Linked DNA regions of Pan troglodytes: region 2 is linked to region 1. Evidence: chromatin contacts called from public Hi-C data. All regions are on one chromosome and are shown on one strand. The core of a region is the stretch at or near the end of the contact, and the rest is flanking DNA. Distances in the headings are between cores, read along the strand shown. Region 1 has its middle 23 kb from the start of UBAP2. Region 2 overlaps UBAP2 (ubiquitin associated protein 2).

Region 1 (5,293 bases), core at 1,441-3,940:
GCTCACGCCTGTAATCCCAGCACTTTGGGAGGCCAAGGCGGGCCGATCACGAGGTCAGGAGATAGAGACCATCCTGGCTAACACAGTGAAACCCTGTCTCTACTAAAAGTACAAAAAATTAGCCAGGCGTGGTGGCGGGCGCCTGTAGTCCCAGCTGCTCGGGAGGCTGAGGCAGGAGAATGGCATGAACCCGGGAGGCAGAGCTTGCAGTGAGCCGAGATCGCGCCACTGCACTCCAGCCTGGGTAACAGAGCAAGACTCCGTCTCAAAAAAATAAAAATAAAAATAATAAAAAAAAGAAAGAATGAGGCTGGGCGCGGTGGCTCACGCCTGTAATCCCAGCACTTTGGGAGGCTGAGGCGGGCAGATCACGAGGTCAGGAGATCGAGACCATCCTGGCTAACACAGTGTAACCCCGTCTCTACTAAAAAATACAAAAATTTAGCCGGGCGTGGTGGCGGGCGCCTGTAGTCCCAGCTACTCGGGAGGCTGAGGCAGGAGAATGGCGTGAACCCGGGAGGCAGAGCTTGCAGTGAGCCGAGATCACGCCACTGCACTCCAGCCTGGGCGACAGAGCGAGACTCCGTCTCAAAAAAAAAAAAAAAAAAAAAAAAGAGGTAAAGCTATAGTTACTGACATACAATGATTGTTAAGATATATTGTTAAATGACGAAATAATTACAAACCAGCTTACCAACTTCCCCTGTCAAAATCTTTCAAGATGTAGTTCAGGTTCCAACTCTTCTAGAAAGCCTTCCACGGTCACATCTCTCCTTAGGGAGCCCTGCCTTCTAAAGGCTTTCCAAGCACAGGCAGGTACAAGATTGGAGAGCCCCAGCGTCTTATGGGAGATTTGGGGCCAATGAATCCATCATATACCCAGTAGGGGGAGCCAGAGCTTAGCTCCTCGCCTCTGGAGATCCCTCTCCTGCATAAATTCCACATGGAGTGTGGAGAAAACAAAGATATGCACAAAACATGTCTTTTAAAGGGACTGCGGATAGAGGAAGGTAGCTGTAGTGTGAAAGAGTTTTTTGTTTTTGTTTTGAGACAGGGTCTTGCTGTGTTGCCCAGGCTGGAGTGGAGTGGCCCCATCTTGGCTCACTGCAGCCTCAACCTCCTGGTCACTCAGGCAATCCTCCCACCTCAGCCTCCTGAGCAGCTGGGACTACAGGCATGCACTACCCTGCATGGCTAATTTTTTTTTTTTTTAGAGACGGGATTTTCTCTATTGCTCAGGCTGGTCTCAAACTCGAAGGAGTTTTTTGGGGTTTTATTTCACTTTATTGAGGTTTTCAGAGTAGCAATCCTTGAATCAAGCTTCCCTCTGCATTTATCTGCAGATTTGATTTACAAAGATGTGAGCATACAGCTTCTCAGAAGTGTGTGTGTTTTGTTTAAAGCCAAATAGATCTTATTGTGGAAGGAATGGAATGTTGCCACTGGATCACTGGATCACCAAATTCAATAAATTGAGGTGGGGTGCGGTGGCTCATACCTAACCTCAGCGCTTTGGGAGACTGAGGTAGGAGGATTGCTTGAGGCCAGGAGCTCAAGACCAGCCTAATCAACATACCAAGACCTCATCTCTATTAAAAAAAGAATTTAAAAATCACTACAAGTGGCACATACCTGTAGTCCCAGCTACTTAGGAGGCTGAGATGGGAGGATCGCTTGAGCACAAGAAGTTTGGGGCTGTAGTTAGCTATGATTGCACCACTGCACTTCAGCCTGGATGACAGAGCCAGACCCTATCTGAAATAAATAAATAGAGCATTGGAGGAGTTAGGTAGGAGGCAGCTTAGAGAAAGAGCACTGGATCTGAGGTTGAAGCTCCCAGTTAAATCCTGTTTCTAATCATTAACCAGCTTTTGACTGCAGGTAGGTAACTAAATCTCTTGGCTGACTGTGAACTTCTGCAACATAAAACGTGACGGTGTTTACAGAGCACAGCTGTAAAGCATTCTTAGGGCTCCCTGAGTCATCGGCTGAGCTCTTACAGTCCAGGAGAGATGGCAGAACTCCCTCACTTAAAGTCAGGCCAAATAATTTTGACTCTGAAGCACCAGAAACAGGGGGAGGTAACTTTTACACCAAGCTCCAAGCCCTCAAGCCTCCAGCCAGGCCTTTACCCAATCCTGAACCATTAACCTCTGTACTCCCCCTGGTTGTAGCCTACCCTATATAACCACAGTGAGGCAAGACACCCAGCCATATTGCCTGCATGAGGAATAAGCCATGTGTGGCCTTTCCCTAGGACTCAGGGGACCTGAGCAACCTGGAGGAAGAAACTGAAAGCTGGGCTCTCAGATATTGCTGGGAGGCAGCTTCTCAGAGAACACCGGGAGCTGTGCTAGGATCTGAGCTGACACAATTGGATGGAGGCCCCAAGAAACAGGCATTGGTGCTCTTTGGAGACGTCCTTTTGGGCAGAAGTAGCCACTATGCTGACCAAGAAAGAGGTGACTTGAATGTTAGCTTTGCCCCACAGGCACAGTCTCAGCTCCTAAAAGTCCAGTTTGGCTCTATCTGTATTTGAAGGAAGGTGTCTACTTGTGTTTTCCTTGAGATCTCTCCCCTCCTCAGGTCTCTTTCTTACCATCAGTAGCCAGCTGTGGCTACAGCTGAGGACAGGAATTTTCTGCAGGGGCTATTCAGCAGGGCATGTCAGGGCCTGCAGGAACTGGTTTAACTTGCTTCTGAGAGTCTTGACTCTGCCTCAGACTCCTTTGGCTTTAGGGTAGGGAGGTGATTCTAGAGGTAGGGAGAGCAGGAGACAGGATACAGCCAAAGGGATCTGTCAAGTCAAAGAGGTCCCTGGAGAGGTGACTTTTTGCTCTACAGAAGGAGGAGAGGGCCTCCCAGGCTTCCACTAAACTATCTGCTCATAGGTCCCAAGACTCCAGCTTCTCTCTTCCTTGTTTTTTTTTTTTTTTTTAATTTTTTGAGGCAGAGTCTCGCTCTGCCACCCAGGCTGGAGTGCAGTGGTGCGATCTTGGCTCACTGCAGCCTCCACCTCCCGGGTTCAAGCAATTCTGCCTCAGTCTCCCAAGTACCTGGGACTAAAGGCATGCGCTGCCATGCCCAGCTAATTTTTATATTTTTACTAGAGATGGGGTTTCGCCATGTTGGCCAGATTGGTCTCGAACACCTGACCTCAGGTGATCTCCCCACCTCAGCCTCCCAAAGTGCTGGGATTACAGGCATGAGCCACGGTGCCCGGCCATAAATAACCTCTTGTCCCAATCCTCCTTCCTCCTAATCTCCATTGGGAGAATTTAACCAGAAGGCAGAGGACAAGAAGGCCTACTGATAGAGACCAGGAGTACCCAGTAGGGCAGAGAGTAGATCTGGAGGGGTACATGGAAGCACACCTATCATCACTTTATTTATTATTATTATTATTATTATTATTATTATTATTTGAGATGGAGTCTAACTTTGTCGCCCGGTTAAACTCTCCTCAATTATCCATCTATTTCTTGCTGGGGACCTGATAAATAAGGACATGTATCTTACTACAGATTGCCATCTAACCTGGCTCTGTCATTTGTCTGTAGGATCTCAGTAAGTTACCTAACCTCTCTGAGCTTCGGTTTTCTCATATGTAAAATATTGCAGGAAGAGGAGGTGTGCTCTAAAGTCATTTTTCGCTCTTAGAATCTTTGGTTCTAAGGTGATAAAAGGTGATAATAATTCTAACTCCTATGGAATTCAACCAGGAGGATTGGGCCTGAATGGAAACGTAGGTAAGATTATTCCACTGGGCATTTGGGCTGGAGGAAGGTGCATGCTCAAAATATCCCAGAGTTAAGAGTAGGGAAAAAAGCAAGAAATACCGCCATCTGTACTGCATGTGTATTTATTTGAAACATGATCCTTTCCAAGAAATTCTGCAGAGTTGTGGTGGGAATCAGCTTTTATTTTATCTTCAGCTCTGTTTGTATTTGTCTTCTCTTGTTAGAAAAAAAAATGTCAGAAAAATCTTTCTCCTGATGTTTTTTTCTCAGTCTCTTTCTATTAATAGTGCCTCTAGGTTTCTCTCTGTATTTCTGTTTCTTTCTGTTTTTGTTTCTCTCCATGAAACAAAGAAAAAAAGAAAAAGGCATTTTCCCCTAGGACCCTCCCAAGAGGGAAGAATCAGAAAGTTTCTAAACCAGGCACCTAGCAGGTTTACAAATGACTCAGCCAGAACTGACCAGCACCTGGGCCTGCCAGTTAGAGGAAAAGAGTCCCAGATGCCGGGAAGCTTTGGCCCCAGAGAAGTTTTCCCAGACTGAGTGAGGCAAAGGCTGACAATTACTTCTTTTTTTTTTAAATTTTTTTGAGATCGAGTCTTGCTCTGTCACCCAAGCTGGAGTGCAGTGGCATGATCTCAGCTCACTGCGACCTCTCCCTCCTGGGTTCAAGCGATTCTCCTGTCTCAGCCTCCTGAGTAGCTGGGATTACAGGTGTGCACCACCACGCCCAGCTAATTTTTGTATTTTTAGTAGGGATGGGGTTTTACCATGTTGGCCAGGTTGGTCTCAAACTCCTGACCTCAGGTGATCTGCCCACTTCGGCCTCCCAAAGTGCTGAGATTACAGGCATGAGCCACCGCCCGGCCTGATAATTACTTTTAACTTTACTTTTTCTTTTTTTTTTTTTGAGACAGAGTCTTGCAGTGGTGCGATCTCAGCTTACTGCAACCTCTGCCTCCTGGGTTCAAGCAATTCTCCTACCTCAGCCTCCTGAGTATCTGGGATTACAGGTGTGCACCACCACGCCCGGCTAATTTTTGTATTTTTTGTTTGTTTGTTTGCTTAGTAGAGATGGGGTTTCACCATGTTGGCCAGGCTCGTCTCAAACTCTCGACCTCAAGTGATCCATCTGCCTTGGCCTCCAAAAGTGCTGGGATTACAGGAGTGAGCCACCACACCCGGCCTTTTAACTTTACATTTTGGAATGAATCAACTTTGGACAGAATCCACCTGGATGTTTCTTGCATCACCCAGGTGACTTATACCTGTGATTTCAGGAAAAGTGCTCATAAACCAGAGACGGAGGCTGAGGTTTCTCTTTTACTGGAGTCAGAGATGGCACTAGGATTTTTAGAGCTGGAAGATTGTCAAAGATTATTTACAATAAAACCTCTTTGTTTTACAAAGTGAAGGAACTAAGATGCAGAGATAGAAAGAGTCTTGCCCAAGGTCACACAGTAAATTAATAGTAGAGGCTAACAATAGCTAAAAGGTACGGAATGTTAGGCTCTGCCATATGTCATTTTCGTATATTCACATTTAATCCCCTTAAT
Region 2 (5,779 bases), core at 3,065-5,564, 150 kb after region 1:
CCACCTCCCAGGTTCAAGCAATTCTCCTGCCTCAGCCTCCCTAGTAGCTGGGATTACAGGCACACGCCACCAGGCCCAGCTAATATTTTTATTATTTTAATAGAGGCAGGATTTCACCGTGTTGACCAGGCTGGTCTCAAACTCCTGATCTCAGGTGATCCACCTGCCTCGGCCTCCCAAAGTGCTGGGATTACAGGCGTGAGCCACCGTGCCCGGCCTATGTGAGAGCTATTTATATTCTTGGTTCCTTTTTTTGTCAGGTCTTTGGTCTCTATTTCTATATTAGGGAGCCCTTCGTGATGGGAAGTACAGGTATTTTTCCCTAAGTTTGCTGTTTATGATTTTTTTTTACATAGATCTGTGCATTTTCTTCCATTTTCTTGTAGTTATATCTTTACCACTCTCAATACATAAAGGAAATCTCAGCATCTTCTCCTGCCTTTACTTCTCTGGGCCCGTCCTGGGGAGTTGACTGCATAGGGCCCATTGGATGGACTGAGCGAAGCCTTGAAAATTAGTGTTGACTTTTTAATTCAGCAGGTTGATGTACTCCCAGTTCTGGAAGATGAGGGCCAGAGACAGGAACCCTGTCAGGCAGCTAAGGGAGAAGAGACTTGCCAGATGACTCTTGAGTCCCATTCAGCAAGTCAGGACCTAGTTCCCTAGTGAGCATCTCTTAGCGATGGAGAATGTTCATTTTTCCTTCCGAGATTAAAAGGTTGTATATATCCAAGTACACTTGCGAGCACTGGTCAGAGCTGCTCCAGATTTCTGTGGCAGTTGGTGGGGAGTCTGCCTCCTTAGCAAGAACCTAGATGGTGGGCAGGCCAGTGCATCCTTTGGCCCGCTCCTGGTGGGGCTCTCTCCGGCCTGGTCCTGCCCATCTGTGCTGAAGGAACAAGACGCCTTGGAGCCCCAGGAAACCATGTTTTTGGCTGTCTTTACCTTGGTGAATCTGTTCTGGATGTTAGCTCCTTAAAGCCAGTGCCCAGGCGGGTAGTGACCTGTGGGCATGGGATGGCGGTGGAGAGTTAGTCTGCGGAGGCAGGTTGGGTCCTTCTCCTGGGCCCTTCCCGTTCTTTGGCTTTTCTTCTACGAGTTTATATGCTGCTTTCTATGTCCTGGTTTGGAGACTGGTCTCCCTCTTACAGAGCTTTTCTTCCCTTTTTTGAGACTTGCCTTGTCCACCTAGGTGTGCCTCCCACCTACCTGCTCGGAGCTTGAAGTTCTTCATAGGACCCTGTTGCTAGGGTTGGGCAGCTGGGCAGGGCTTCTGGGACTCGGGGCTGATGGAGCATCCGCTGGTTCACTCTTTCTTCCCAGGGGTACCTTGTCAAACAGGCATAAGTGGCAGGCCATGCCCTTTTAGGTGGGCACTGGTGAGGCATTGGTGGACTGAAAGGTGTCACCAGGTTTTGGAGCAAAGGCCTCTCTCAGCCTCCTGTTGTTTCCAGACCACAGTGGCTGAGAATCCCAATAGAAGGGAAATCTCCAAAAGATTGAGACTTGCGCTGGGCTTCCTGTGGCCTGTGCTCGCCTCTTCTCAGACTGTTTGCTTTGCTCTGAGGTAGGTACTTGTCCCATATTCAGATAGTCTGTGTTCATTTATGATCCGAAGTTATCTTGGGATTTCTATGCCCTCATTTTGGATGCCAATGCATGAGCAACTTGAAGGATTTTTACAGAGAGTTGTGGTCATTAAAGCTTAATGTTAATAGTTTTGATGTTCAGTTTATGTATTGTATCCTGATGGCTGGAACCAGCTGCTATGTGAGGGGCCGCAGTGAGCACTGAGCACAGAGCCTCTCACCTTAAGGGAGCCTGGGTGGTTACATCATTGCCTGCCTGCTCAGCCTTGAGACTGTGGGCCCAAGCGCCAGGCCAGGCTCTCCCCAGCACCCTCCTCCTCTGCCTCCAGATCCATGTGTCCTGGCTTTTCTTTTGCCAGCATGCCAGTGTGGAGAGCGCCTCTTCCCACCAGTCCTCAGCCACCTTCTCCACGGCAGCGACCTCCGTCTCAAGTTCCGCATCCTCAGGCGTCAGCCTGTCCAGTAGCATGAACACCGCGAACAGCCTCTGTCTGGGTGGGACCCCCGCGAGTGCATCCAGCAGCAGTAGCAGGGCCGCGCCCTTGGTGACCTCAGGTATTTGCTCCAGAGGCCTTTCCTGCCCACCCCTGAGCCCCTCAAAGGTGTCTGCTTGGTGTCCCAGGAAGGCAGTGCAGGTGTCAGGAGAGTCTCAGGCCCGCCGAGTGCGCTGTGTGTTCCACTGACCTTGAGGCCCGATCTCCCCACCCCTGATGGGGATGAATTCTTCCTTGCAGGATTCCTGGCCTCTGCGTGCTTCTAGCTTTTCAGTCTTTCCTCTTTGTTCTTTCCTGGAGCCGAGTTGACATTGTGACTTGGAGGGGCCAGGGATGACTTATGGTGGGCTCCACGACTGCAGACCTAGGCTGTCTGTAGGCCCAGCAGACTATGATTTGATGGTCGCTGCTAAAACCGACTTCCAACTCAGCCTGTCCCTCTCCTGGCACTGCATGGCTTCCTTGCCCTCTTTGGAGGAGGCAGATTCTTTTTATATTTCTCTTTGCTCAGTGCAGTGGGACCTTAGGGATTGGGGGAAAGGGGCTGCTTTTGTCTGGGCCCAGAACTCTCTGACGTTGAAACAACCTCAGTGTGGTGGCCGGGCTTTCTGTCTCCCCTTCACTGCTTTGTAGAATGTCCCTCTGCCTCATTCAGCCACTGCCCTTCTTTGAACCCATCTGGGGTAGCTCAGTGACTGTGCCTCCTCCTGAAGCAGCTGAGGACTCTCACTCTTTGTGGTGACCACTTCACTCCATTTGATTTTTCCCTCTGTACAGGCAAAGCACCCCCAAACTTACCTCAGGGGGTGCCTCCCCTGCTGCACAACCAGTACCTCGTAGGTCCCGGAGGACTGCTTCCTGCCTACCCGGTGAGTGTATGGCGGAACTCCTGGCCTGCCCAGCTCCCCTGGCCTCGGGGGCTGGCACATGGCAGGAGCCTGGCGTTGGGCCCAGGTTGCCCACCTTGAGCTGCCCTTCCATCCCTGAGCACCCCCGTCTCTGCCCCACTGAGCCCTGGTGGTCTTCTTCCATCTAGACTCCGTGAAGGCAGGATCTGTTCCCGTAACAGCTGATCCAGATCCCATTCCCGGGTGTGTTAGAGCCCCCCAACCTTGTTTTGACTCCTAGATGGACCTGGGCTTCCCAGGGTGTGGTATGTGGTTCCTAAAATATACTTTCTGGTTCTCACACAGATCTATGGCTATGACGAGCTCCAGATGCTGCAGTCACGGCTGCCAGTGGTGAGTGGGGTATGGACTGGTCGGAGCAGAGGGTTCATAATCTTTTACATGTCCCCCCTCTTATGGTCTTGGCTGCCACACTCTCTGGCCCTTAGGATCCTCTGCCTGAGGAACCTCTCAGCACCACTACTGAGAAAGCTGTTTTCATCTGGTGGTTGTGCCAGGCGTGACCATAGCTTTAGCACAGAGTATCCAGTGCTCATCCCTGGGAAACATGAAGGCCTTTGGGACCTGGGGCCCTGGTAGGCCGTGTCCCCTGTTAAATGTTGGTCCTTATCTTCCCTCCTCCATCTTGTTTTCTCTCTCTTTTTTAAAAAGAAAAACCATATGACACAAGACATGGAGGTTGCTTACTTGGCCCTGGAGTTTTATACTGTCTTCCTCTTCCTCAGAGTACCATATAGTGTCTTTGGTCTGAGATGGCCAGTGACTGCTCTTCTGCAATCAGCTGAGTGAGTGGCTTGAGCTGATGGTCTTTAAGGTCTCTTCTGGGTCTGGCCTCCCATCTAGATTTGTGAGAATGCCTTCCCTGGGGCGTCCCTGGTGGTTGCAGCCTTACTCTGAGACCAGGGTTGCCTCTTTCTTCTGACCGTTGGTGCCAGAATGCAGTGTGGGCCTTTCCTGGGATAGCCACATGAACAGAACTGTGGGGACAGAGGGGAATAGGCCCGCTCCTTGCCCTGCCCATGGGCAGGACTTCCTCCTGGGAGCCACTGTCTTCTTGCTCTGCCATTTCCCAGGGCACTTGTCAGAGAGTTGCAGGCAGTTTGGACACCACCTCTGCTGGATACAGTCTTTCCTGTTGCTGGAGGAAGAGGCTTTCTCCCTTGTGCAGTGATGCCTTCTTCCCCGTGGGTGTTGCCCCCTTCTCTGCTGCACCACAAAGAGCTGACGGAGCTGCTCTTGTTTCAGAAGAGTAGCCCTTTCCACTGGCTGGCCGTATTTCCAGAAGCAGAGGCCTAGCCTGGGAGCCGAGTGGCTTCTCCCCACTGTGCAAACCAGCAGCCCTTTAATCTGCCGGCCAAAGGCCCAAACTGCAGGAGGTGGTGCTGAGCCCCAGGATTCATTCTGCTTCAGGGGCTCTCCGTGGTCTCCACACTTATTCACAGCACTCTTTTGGCTTTTATCACTTTGTGCCTTAGAGAAAACACCCTCTGGAGCCCACCTTTTGAGATATGTTGCTCTTTCTATCCCTCGGGTTGTTTGTTCACCTCTGCTGCTTGTGAGCCTAGTTCCTGCCTGGAGATTTCTCGTGTTCTGTGAAAGTGCTCCCCCTTCTGGGCTTTCTCTGCTCCCGTCCTCAGTTGTGCAGCTCTGTGTGTTCCCAGCTCTGCCTCTTCTGGGGGTTCTAGGCTGCTATGGGTTTCCGGGAGGTTTCCTGGAGGGTGTGAGTGCCATTCCCAGCCAGGATGGCTCCTTTCTGGGATCGGGCACAGCCCAAGGGCTTTGCCTTTCCTCAGGGGCCAGGTGTGTCCAGGAGTGCGAGGCCCTGGATGGTGAGTGAGGGTCAGGTCAGACCTCCCCTCCTCCACGAAGCTCCACTGTGTTTTGCCGTCTCTGTCTCCACTCTTTGTTGTATCTGCCATACTTCCCCCAAGTCCTGGGCCAGGGGTGTCCAATGTTTTGGCTTCCTTGGGCCACATTGAAAGAATAATTGTCTTGGGCCACACATAAAATACACTAACATTAAAGATAGCTGATGAGCTTAAAAAAATTGCAAACAAATTTCATGTTTTAAGAAAGACGAATTTGTGTTGGGCCACATTCAAAGCTGTCATGGGCTGTGGGTTGGACAAGCTTGTCCTAGGCCATGTCAGTGTTTTGAGAGCAGTGTAGGTGGTGACAGGCCAGTTCTGGGCTTCACCTGGGGTCCTGCTTATTCCCGTGCCTACCTGGCACTGCCCCCTGTCCCCCCTTAAACCTTTCAGGCCCCTGCACTTCTGTTGCCTCCTTTTTCGGGTCTGCTCTGTTTAGTCAGCTTTCCTAACTGCTCTAGTCTCTCACACAGAAAAGCCAGCGAAGTTGGTTCAGCCCGAGGCATTCACACAAGCATCTGCCTGTGGTGTCAAATGGATGTGTGAGGCTTGGTCTCCAGCAGCTCTGCCTGGTGAAGCTGCAGGGTTGGCCGGTCTGTGTGCTTATGTGTTAGGCAGGCCGCCTAGTTGCACACTCTTCCGAGGGGCACCATTTACTTGGCGTTCCCTGGGACTGCTGGCTCTCAGGCATGGAGTCTGTTTCAGGAGTGTGGCGTCACCACCTACATGTGCTGGTTCTGCTCTCCTGGGAGTCAAGCAGGGCCAGTCGCTGATCAAGCCTCCCTGGTCTCTCCTAGGACTACTATGGAATTCCCTTTGCTGCACCCACAGCGCTTGCCAGCCGAGATGGGAGCCTAGCTAATAATCCATATCCAGGTGAGTTTGCTCAATGGATGAGGAGTAGCCCGGGGCCGGCCTAG

What was found. Hi-C and Micro-C count contacts between places; a contact is called where the count stands out from the background.
Region 2: a Hi-C map of induced pluripotent stem cells shows a contact between it and region 1, with 2.0 times the contacts expected there. The contact joins two enhancer-like sites. A contact is called at or near these places in 2 of 7 Hi-C or Micro-C datasets (induced pluripotent stem cells and stem cell-derived neural progenitor cells).

What each region holds. Positions count from the first base shown.
Region 1 is chr11:81,924,346-81,929,638 of NHGRI_mPanTro3-v2.0_pri, forward strand. No RefSeq gene overlaps it. Among named protein-coding and RNA genes, the nearest start is that of UBAP2, 23 kb to the right of the region's middle. Within about 2 kb of position 2,691, at least 3 of the 24 cell types and tissues checked have an H3K27ac peak or open chromatin away from gene starts, as enhancers often do. A contact at or near this core is called in induced pluripotent stem cells, where this site is marked.
Region 2 is chr11:82,071,972-82,077,750 of NHGRI_mPanTro3-v2.0_pri, forward strand. It overlaps UBAP2 (ubiquitin associated protein 2), which reads left to right. Exons shown (of 27, transcript XM_063788674.1): 18 at 1,949-2,144; 19 at 2,861-2,952; 20 at 3,277-3,324; 21 at 5,657-5,735. Among named protein-coding and RNA genes, the nearest start is that of UBE2R2, 110 kb to the right of the region's middle. Within about 2 kb of position 4,315, at least 10 of the 24 cell types and tissues checked have an H3K27ac peak or open chromatin away from gene starts, as enhancers often do. A contact at or near this core is called in induced pluripotent stem cells, where this site is marked.